Regions from separate parts of the Mus musculus genome. Here region 1 is linked to region 2. The links are chromatin contacts, called in public promoter capture Hi-C maps. All regions are on one chromosome and are shown on one strand. The core of a region is the stretch at or near the end of the contact, and the rest is flanking DNA. Distances in the headings are between cores, read along the strand shown.

The links. Capture Hi-C pulls out chosen DNA fragments and counts their contacts.
Region 1: a contact with region 2 is called in a promoter capture Hi-C map of liver. The contact joins the promoter of Slc7a15 here to the promoter of Ldah in region 2. A contact is called at or near these places in 1 of 39 promoter capture datasets (neutrophils), 2 of 115 datasets of contacts at active chromatin or transcription factors (effector CD8 T cells and pancreatic cancer cells) and 3 of 9 other capture datasets (adipose tissue, liver and pancreatic islet).

Annotation. Positions count from the first base shown.
Region 1 is chr12:8,538,189-8,543,008 of GRCm38.p6, reverse strand. It overlaps Slc7a15 (solute carrier family 7 (cationic amino acid transporter, y+ system), member 15), which reads left to right and starts at 3,443. Exons shown (of 6, transcript NM_001038660.2): 1 at 3,443-4,222. The coding sequence starts at 3,464. All of the region lies in intron 2 of 5033421B08Rik (a long non-coding RNA gene), which reads right to left.
Region 2 is chr12:8,204,208-8,209,387 of GRCm38.p6, reverse strand. It overlaps Ldah (lipid droplet associated hydrolase), which reads right to left and starts at 1,262. Exons shown (of 7, transcript NM_001364261.1): 1 at 1,184-1,262. It overlaps Gm33037 (a long non-coding RNA gene), which reads left to right and starts at 1,255. Exons shown (of 4, transcript XR_381233.4): 1 at 1,255-1,360.

The DNA.
Region 1 (4,820 bases), core at 2,194-4,693, 330 kb before region 2:
GGATAGTGCTGTTATGCCAGGCTTAATGGTACAGACCTGTCATCGGGTAGTCAAGGCGGGGGAGTGTGAGTCCGAGGCTAGCCTGGGTTACGCATAGTGAGAGTTTATCTCAGACAAAACAATCTGACAATGAGAAAAAGAATAGCACACTGCATGAGAATTCATGTGATGCCTTCCTGTGACGTCATTTTGTTTGCTCCTGAGTTGAGTTGTGCTAAGGTCTTAGGGCCTTACCAAAGGACTGTGGCCCTGTTATACTATCACCCAGAAAATGATACAAACATTGGAACTTTGGAAATGGTCTCTAGATCTCACTGCTATGCTTCTGAAAATCGCCTCTCTAGCCTCTGCGTTGATAGCATTGTCAAGAGAACGTGAGATTGGCCTCTCTGTGTGGCCCTGGCTTCAGTGGCTGTTGAGCTTCTGGCACTGTCACTGGCTCACACATGGCTACTTGTCAGCCCTAGTTGCTGGCCAACACTCTCAAAGACCTTCTGGAGCTACACCACTGCTATCGTCTCCACCTGTCAGAGCTGAAGGACTTCACAGTGGATGTGGGTTGAAACTGCAAGCTTTGGAAGCCCCCTCAACTGGAGAAGATTCTCCAGGGAACTTGTAGCTGCATTTTCTGTCCAACTAACTGTTCCCTGCTTGGTGAGGCGTCTGTTTAACTTTTATATTAGCATGATATTATAAGGAAAATTTGTGTGAATACACCGAGCACATTTAAAGACAAATCTTGGGTGGATTTCCCGATTGCCAGGCATCCACGGGCTGTGCTTCAGCGTTTGGCGTTGTTGGCAAGATTCCATAGGATGTGTGACTGGCTGGCTAAATGATCGTACAACTGGGCAGAGAAGGAGTTGAAGGAAATCCCTATAAAAACCTTGGAGTCTAATAGTAACTTGGTATATCCAAAAAAAGAAAGTTCAGATTTTTGTTGGAATGGCCATCCAAATTACTAGATTTTCAAAAATGCTTCAGAGATTATTTAAAAAGAATCCTGGATGAGATGATTATCCAAAAGACCGATAGGAGAATATTGATAGACTATTCAAAAAGAAATGACCCAGTGAAACTTATATAGTATATACAGGTTATTATAAAAAAAACAATCCCCCACAAGTTCAATGGTCATTGAAGTCACTGCTCCATACAGAGGTCAGCTTCAAGTTCTCTTTCCTATGGGTACCAACACAGGGTGGTAGCTTTCTACTATTAGTGCTCACAGCTTGGGGCTCATGGTGGCTAGTCTTGATGATGTCAACTTGAATACATTTGGAGTTAATCAAAACTCATGCAACTGGACCAACTCTAAATCTGGATCTTTTGAGGTGGGAAAACCACCTTAAATCTGGGCCACTCCTTCTGCTGGCAGCCTATATAAGGGGCGTGGAAGAGGGATGTTCTTGTTCATTGCCTGCTTGCTCTTGCTCCCAATGGCAAATCCATCACTTCACTATTAGAGTTTACTTCTTCAAGATTTTGGTATATACCAAAGACCAACTGAGACATCAGCATTGTGGACTGAACAACTACTGATTCTTAGACTTTCCATTGATAGACAGCCATTATTAGATTAACTGGACCACAACCTGTAAGCCACTCTAAAAAATACTATGTCTATGTCTTGGAGGTTATCCTTGCAACAGACGTGAAACGTAAGAGGGACACTCAAGAGCCATGACAGTTAAGGTCCTTGTGATGGTTTGTATATACTCGGCCCAGGGAGTGGCACTATTAAGAGGTGTGGCCTTGTTGTAGTAGGTGTGACACTGTGGGTGTGGGCTTTAAGACCCTTATCCTAGCTGCCTGGAAGTCAGTTTTCTCCTAGAAGCCTTCAGATGAAGATGTAAACCTCTCAGCTTCTCCTGCACCATGTCTGCCTGGATGCTGCCATGCTCCTGCCTTGATGATAATGGACTGAACCTCTAAGCCAACCTCAATTAAATGTTGATCTTATAAGAGTTGCCTTGGCCATGGTATCTGCTCACAGCAGTAAAACCCTAACTGAGACCGTCCTGGTACTGACACATTCCTGAGATCCAAGTTGTTCATGTGGCTAGCTTGAGCTAGAGAAGCCTGATAGAAAACTCTAAGTACCTTTATGCCTACTTATGGAGTCAACATCTTTACCCGAAATTCCAGTAAGTTCTTCTTACCTTTACTGTAACAGCATTACCAAAGGTTCTATTACTGTGTTTTTAAAGGAAAAGGGTGATCAATAAAAAGCTAGACACAATATCCTGAAATAAATGTTATTCATAGATCGGAGAAATTTAATCTTGTTAAATATAATTTAATATTAATTACATAGACACACACACACATATATACATATATACACACACAAACATATGAAAATACATATATCCTTTGAATATTTTATCTTCCTGGTTTTAACACCAATCCCTCTTTTCCCCAGTGGAACTAATGAAAGTTGTCCAGAGAGTAAGGGATGTGACCACATTGATGAAATACTTACTTTGCTTCATACACTGTCCAAACTATTTCAGATTGTTAATTTTCAAGGATCTCTACAAGCTAGCCTCCACTAACTGATGGGCGAGTAAGATGAAGTTCAATCTCTCACACAACTTTGAGGCTGTAGATCTGGGATTTGAAATTAGTACTCTCATCCTAAAAATATGTGCTCTGTCAATTTATGCTTTAGTTAGTATGCATGGAGGCAGGTTTATTTACCACCTGGGGGAGTCTGAAACATCTTTAGGAAGTCTACCAGGAAACAAGGATTCCAATACAGTCTTAAAGCCAGTTGCATAAAGCCTAGTTCAAAGAAGAACCAGAAGGCCTGGTGAAGAGATAGGATGGCATTTGTTCCTTGGCAAGAAGGAAGGAAGTGGCTAAGAGTACAAGCTCTACCTGTGACGTGAAGGGAGAAGGGAGATGCCAGAGGCAGAAGGGAACAGTGGGGGTTGGAGGAGGGGGAGAAGATGTTCGAGGAAGGAAGAGGCTTGGCTGTCCTCATGCCTACATAGAACACTCACCCAGGTGTCATTTAACAATGTTGCTGTGGGACTGGACAAGAGAAATTTCTTCCTTCCCTCTCTCCCTCCTTCCCTTCCTCTCTTCCTCTTGCTCTCTCCCCACTTCCTTTCTTCCCTCTCTCTGATCTGCTGTGCTGGGGATGGAACTTGCACATGCCGAACAAACACCCTGTCACTGAGCCACACCCAACATGTCCATAGCGATTCTGACCCCTTCTCTCCCGGACCTTTCTTGAGTTACACTGACCCGTGGCTCCAATAGATAGTCTGTGCTGAGGCTTGAGGTGAACCACTCGCTTGATCAGCTCCTTCTAAACCACGCCCTGGATCTTTGCCCTTCAGTTTGGACTCCCTCCAGCACTGTAATCATTAATGCCTTCGGGAAACCCACGAACATTAGGTACCAGAGCCTGTACCTGTCAACAACCAGAGGCAGTGTCTGCTGAAGTCTCGAAATGGAGCGAAGTGAGGAGAAAGATGGCAGCAACAAGCCCGCGGGGCAAGAGCAGGGCAGTGGGACAGCGGGGCTGATGCTGAAGAGGGAGATTGGTCTGTGGAGTGCAGTGTCCATGACCGCTGGCTGTATGATTGGTTCTGGCATCTTCATGTCACCACAAGGGGTCTTGGTTTACATAGGCAGTCCTGGAGCCAGTCTTATTGTCTGGGCAACCTGTGGACTCCTGGCCATGCTGGGTGCCCTGTGCTATGCTGAACTGGGCAGCCTGGTTCCTGAGTCTGGGGGAGATTATGCCTACATTTTGCGAACCTTTGGCTCTCTACCTGCCTTCCTGGTCATCTACGTATACGTTCTGGTAGGCAGACCAGCCGGCATCACTGCGGTTTCGCTGAGTTTCGCTGAGTATGTACTGGCTCCCTTTTACCCAGGCTGCTCCTCGCTCCCTCAGGTCATAGTCAAGATTGTGGCTTCTTCTTGCATCCTGCTGCTGCTTTTGATCAATTTCTGGAGCTCACGGATGTCCACTGTGCTGATGAACGTGTGCACGACTGCCAAAGTGTTCTCGCTGCTAGTCATTGTAGTGGGTGGGGCTGTGGTGCTGATGCAGGGCCATGCTTCCACAGAATCCCTGCTGTTTGCCTTCCACAACACAACACAGCAGGCAGGGCGCATTGGCATGGCTTTCTACCAGGGGCTGTGGTCCTTTGATGGCTGGAGTAATATCAACACAGTGATAGAGGAGCTCAAGAATCCAAAGGTGAGTTTAGTGTGCTTTTCTGTGGGTGAACCTCTGACCATTTGCAGCTTCGGGAATTGACGTTCCAACTACTCAAATAACTGAGTCGTGAACAATCTAATGGGAATCAAGGTTCTCTTGCTGTGCTCGTAGGACTTGTATGGCAGCCCATCTGCCTTGAGTAGTTTAGGGGATTTTAACTATGGCTTCTTAATAAGCAGAGTACTTTATAGCATCATACCTGTGGTTTCATCTTTCTGCCTCTTAGGTTAACTATCAACACCCCACTTTTTCTTTTTTGCAGGGGAATACTGAAGTCTGCAAGAGGGGAATTATTTTGAACTCATACTGTCAGCACTCTTATTGATTCTGTTGGCCACCTCCTGGATGGTTTCCTCCAGAACATTGCAGTAGATACTTCATAGTTTCTGAAGCCTGGGAGCCACTTTGGCATGGGGAACAAACCAGTCATACCTCCTCACCTTACCTGTGAGCTAGCCTGGATAACCATTGTGCTAGCCGGTCTTCAGGGCTACCTAGGACTCAGCTGTGGCATTTGGATCTTCAGTGACTAACATGCTGATCTTTGCCATAAATATATTTTCTGAGATGTTGTTTG
Region 2 (5,180 bases), core at 13-2,512:
CACATAATCTTATATTTAATTCATATTTAATCTTTTCACATGGCCAATTTTAATAGGTTCTTGCAGTGCATGTAGGCTGCCTCCTGAGGTTGAGAACAAAGTTGCCTCACCTCTTAGGACCTCACCTCACTAGTCACATAGCATTAGCTCACAACACACTGATAAGCATATTGACCCTTTATGACACAGGCATACAATACAACGTTTCAGAAAAAGTGACCTGATATTTTGCCCATGATGATCTTAAAAGTCTCTCCTACTAACATTCCAACTTCTTCATCAAAGTAGTTTAGAAAAATGTTGAAGGCACCTGGAATGTAATAGTTTCCCAAAGTAAGAAAGAGCTTGATTAAAATATTCTTCTAAGAAGACAGCAAAGCCCAGAAAAATGTAAGAGCACACTAAAGGTCAGAAGCTACCATAAATATTATATAAGAAACAAGAGCAAGGAATTTAAAAGTAATAATTGAAAGAACAAAACTTATGGGGTGGATTATCAGCAGAGTAGTATCAACAAAGAACGAGATGAGAGAACGTGGATAGATCCACAAAATTTACAAACCTGAATTGGTGGGAAACAGTCTAAAAACTCAGCAGTAGCCCCGGGACTTGTACTACAATGACAAATGACCTAAAATTCATGCAACTAGAGTTTCAGAGAAGGCAATGTGGGGCTAAAACACACGTTTTAAGAAAGAGTATCTGGAAACTTCTCAAAATTGGGAAGGGCATAAATCTACAGATTCAAGAAGCTGAGCTTCTCAAGCTGGGGAAATGTATACTATACTATTAGAAGCCATGCATTTTGTAAAACTAAAATAAAAAAAAAAGTTAAAAGCAGTGAAACAACACATCATATGCAAGGGTAAAGGTAATTTTAATGTCAGCAGATTTCTCAGGAGAATCCACGAGGGACAGTGTCGACCACAGATGCCTGGGGAGCCCCAGCGCAGACTTGGATTTATTTCTAGAAGGCTGGCTGCCAGCGCATTGGCTTATCCTTACCCAGGGAGCCTCTGGCGACCTGGCCACAGGTCGGGCGAGTGTAGTGCCATCGCGTACCGCACGGCCTAGCGGCTGTGCACGCGGGGTGATGGCAGCTCAGTTATCCTAGCACCACCCCATGCGCAGCCCACGTGCCCTTCCTCAGACAAACCACACAGTACTGGCAGCATCACCTCACCTGCCCACTCACAAGGTATTGGGGTCGTCCGCCGACGTCTCGGCAAAGCCTCACCAGACCCGGAAGTTCCGCCTGTACTGACGTCACAGCGCCGCGCCGCGCCGGTCCCGGAAGTCGGGACCCGTAGAACGCTTTGCAAGGATCTCCCGTGTGAGAGTTTGGGTGGCAGCTTGATGGGTAGGTGGTTTATAGTCAGCGAGATTGCTGGGAGCAGCACATAGAGCGTTTCTAGCATACCACCTGAATTTTACCCGCTCTCTGTTCTTTGTCGTTTTGGTAAACGAGTTTTTCCTCTCTTTGGAGGTTCTTTCATTCCCCCCCCCCCCCCCATCTGCCCACTTTTCCTTTCTTCCACCACCAGTTGCTTTTCATTCCTGACTCATGATCACAGGAAAGTTGACTCTCAGCTGACCTTAGTGCTAGTATTCAACTTCATATAGTATTCAGTTTCATATTCAGGATAATGCGACCTTCCAGAGCTATTTCCAGCTTACTACAAACTTCAAGATAGTATCCTCAACACTTGGTACAATTGTAGGCAATCAGTGTATTTCTGTCCCCCAAAATACTGTCGCCAATATGGCAGTATTATAGCCAGAAGAAGCATGGAACTTAGAAAGAAAGAAAAAAAAAACCCATAGTAATTATCACACATGGAAAAGCTTTGCGCTTGTATCCAGCACCTCGGTGATAGTACCAACATCACTTATATTTTAACTTAAAAATCTTTTTGTATATTAGTAGCCTGGAGCCTATGGACGCTGGAAGAGGGCACTGGGTTCCCTGGGACCTGAACCACATAAGCCTATGGGTCACCATGTGGGTGCTGAGAATCAATCCTAAATCCTGTGGAAAAGGAGTTAGTGCTCATAACTACTGAACCAACATCCAACTAGCTGTGGAATGTAAACCGATAAATATCTTCATAACCCTTTTTTATCACTTCTACTTTCCACATCCAATAGGTAACATTTAATGAATATAGAAAAAGATATTCATTGTGTTAAGAGTTTTTCATGAACTAATTTTTAAACCCTTAGCATTTCAGTGTGGTCAGTATTAACAAGTGATCACTAGAGTTTGGAGATATAAATACATAAAAGTAAATGATTATGTTACGGTGACCATAGGATATGTACCAAGTGGTGTCAGTTTTATGTGTGTAAATTTCCTGCCAGTAATGCTGTTAAAGGACTACTGACATATCAAGGGCGTCTTTCTGGGTATCTGTTCCATCCTTCTTTCATCCATAGACTACATGACAGAATGCATTGGTGCAGGATTTCTTTTAATTCTTGGATATGCATCTACGATGTAGCATCTAGGTGATTTATGTTTCTGATTTCACTGAACCTGTGCCAGAAATAACTGAAGCAATTCAGACTTTATAGTTGGCCAGAGATTATTTCTGTTAACTGCAGTGTAAAATGAGGTGCGAAGAAACTGACTTTCCCACAGTTAGTTAGGAGAGCTAGGCTCAGGTTACTTGCAGCAGTTTCTGTATTCTTCATGTTTTCTCTGGGCCATCTACTTTTGGAATATACATGTTCTTACTAAGTTGTCATATTTTTGCACACAATGTTCACTTTGCTACATGGCAGACTATGACTGTTGTAGCTTATATAAGTAGCTGAATAGGATGCTCTCTGGAGGCAGAGGCTGGAAGATTTCTGCATTCAAAGTCAGCCAGGTCTACAGAGTGAGTTCTAAGGCAGCCAAGCTTAGGCAGTGAAGGAAACCATTAACGACAGAAATCTGGTGAAGATGGCTTTGAATAAGGGGCCTGGGAAGTGGAATATAGTTTGAAAGAAAATGGCTCCTATAGGTTCATAGGGAATGACAACATCAGGAAGTGTGGCCTTTTCAGAGTAGGTAGGGTTTAGTTGGAGGAAGTTCATTTCTACAGGGAGGGCTTTGAGATCTGAGAAGTTAAAAAAGGCCTGTCAGCTCACAGTTCACTTCCTGCTCCCTGTTGCTCTTGATGTAGAACTCTCAGCTACCTCTCCATTATCATGTCTGCCTGCATGTCACCATGCTTTCCACCATGATGATAAAGGACTAAATCTCTGGTCTGTAGGCCAGCTTGTCTTGGTAAGGGTTCTATTGTGAAGACACACTATGACCAAGGCAACTCTTATAAAGAAAAACATTTAATTGGGGCTGGCTTACAGGTTCAGAGTCCATGAGTCCATGGGGCTAAACCTGTTCAAACCATCGCATTTCACTCCCTGGCCTCCATAGGCTGGCAGCAGTAACAAAATGCAAAATGCATTTAGTCCAACTTCAAAAGTCAACAAAGGCCATCACAGAATCAATGATGTTTAAAAGTCCAAAGTTCAAAGTCTCTTCTGAGTTTTATGCAACCTCTTAACTGTAAGCCCTTATGAAATCAAAATCCAAAAACCGATCACATACTTCCAACATCACAGAATATATATTACCATTCCAAAATGTCATAGTGAGGAAATACTGGACCAAAGCAAGACAGAAAACCATCTGGGCAAACTCCAAACCCGGCATCTCCATGTCTGATGTCCCGACTCCTTTCAGCTTTGATGACTGCAACACACTTCTTTCTCTTGGGCTGGTTCTTTTTCCTATTAGCTGCTTTCCTTTGCGAGTATCCCATGGCTCTGGCATCTCTTAACATCACAGGGTATGCAAGGCAACTTCTACTTTACAGCTTCTTGTTCCAATCTCTGGGATTCACACATGATCACCTGGACCCTTCCCAAGGGCATAGGCCACTTCTCCAGCTCTGTCTTGGGTTGTAGCACTCTAGGCTTTGGTTGACTCTGAAAGACTCCAAAAGGAGTCCCTCGCTCAGGCCTCAGGACAATAGCATACACCCAAGAACTCACGATAGACCGAGCTTGCTGCAAACCACATGAGGCTTTATTCAGGGAAAGCCAGAGCTCTGGGGATGACTCATATCCCACGCAGGGGTAGAGGAGTCGACCTCGAGGGGAAAGAGAGGTCCCAGTTTTTATAGGCCCTCAGTGGGGAAAGGGGAAGGGCGAGAGTAGGGGATTTCCAGATCTAAACAATGTCTATTCTCAAGAAATGGGTATGGGAGGGGTACAAGGAAAGAGTCTGGTGCAGGTGTAGCAACTCAGGATTGGCCGGGCTGTAGTTGCTGGGGAGATTTTCTGACTCTTTCTCAGCAACCAATATCACAAACACCTGGCAATGGGCTTCATCAGTGGGCACACACATGGGTCAAGGAACGGTCCAAACATTGGCAGACACACAGGTTCAAGGAGTGGACAGAGCATTGTGCACCTCTATTTTTCTAAATCAGTTAGTTCTGCTAACACTGACATCTATCTTGCCAATTTCAGGGCTTCTGTGTCCTTTTACATTCTGTCAGGATCTTTCAACTCCACTTCACTGTTGCTGATGTTCTTGGTTGCTGTTCCATGGTACTGGAATCTCCAGTACCCTGGGATCTTCTACTGCAACTAGGCTTCACCAATAGCCTCTTGTAGGTTGTCTTCATGGTGCCAAGCCTCAACATCTTTACATGATTCTTTCAGTCCTAGGCCTTCAGCTACAACTGAGGCTGCACCTTCACCAATGGCCTTTCCTGGCCTCTCATAGGGCCAAACCTCAGCTGCTCTCCATGATCTCTTCATGCCTTCAAAACCAGTACCAGCTGGGTGATTCTTACATATTACCAAGTCCACCTGCAGTATGAGGTACTGCAACCTTGGCTATCCTGAAACACAGTTTCTTTGTGCTCCCAGAAAACACTTCCCAGAAGATTTCACCTCAGTGATGCTGGTCTCTTCTTCTTCTTCTTTTTTTTTTCAGCATTTCATTTCAATTTTGATCTCATATTACTTACTCGTAAAATTCTTTTTCCTTTTCTTCCAAAGCCATAATACTATTGAAGTGGAGTTATTTACATGACTTTTAGTGAATTGTTTTTTTTTTCATCTTATGAGCTCTTGCATCTTTTTTTTAAATTGTATTTTCCTTATGTACATTTCAAATG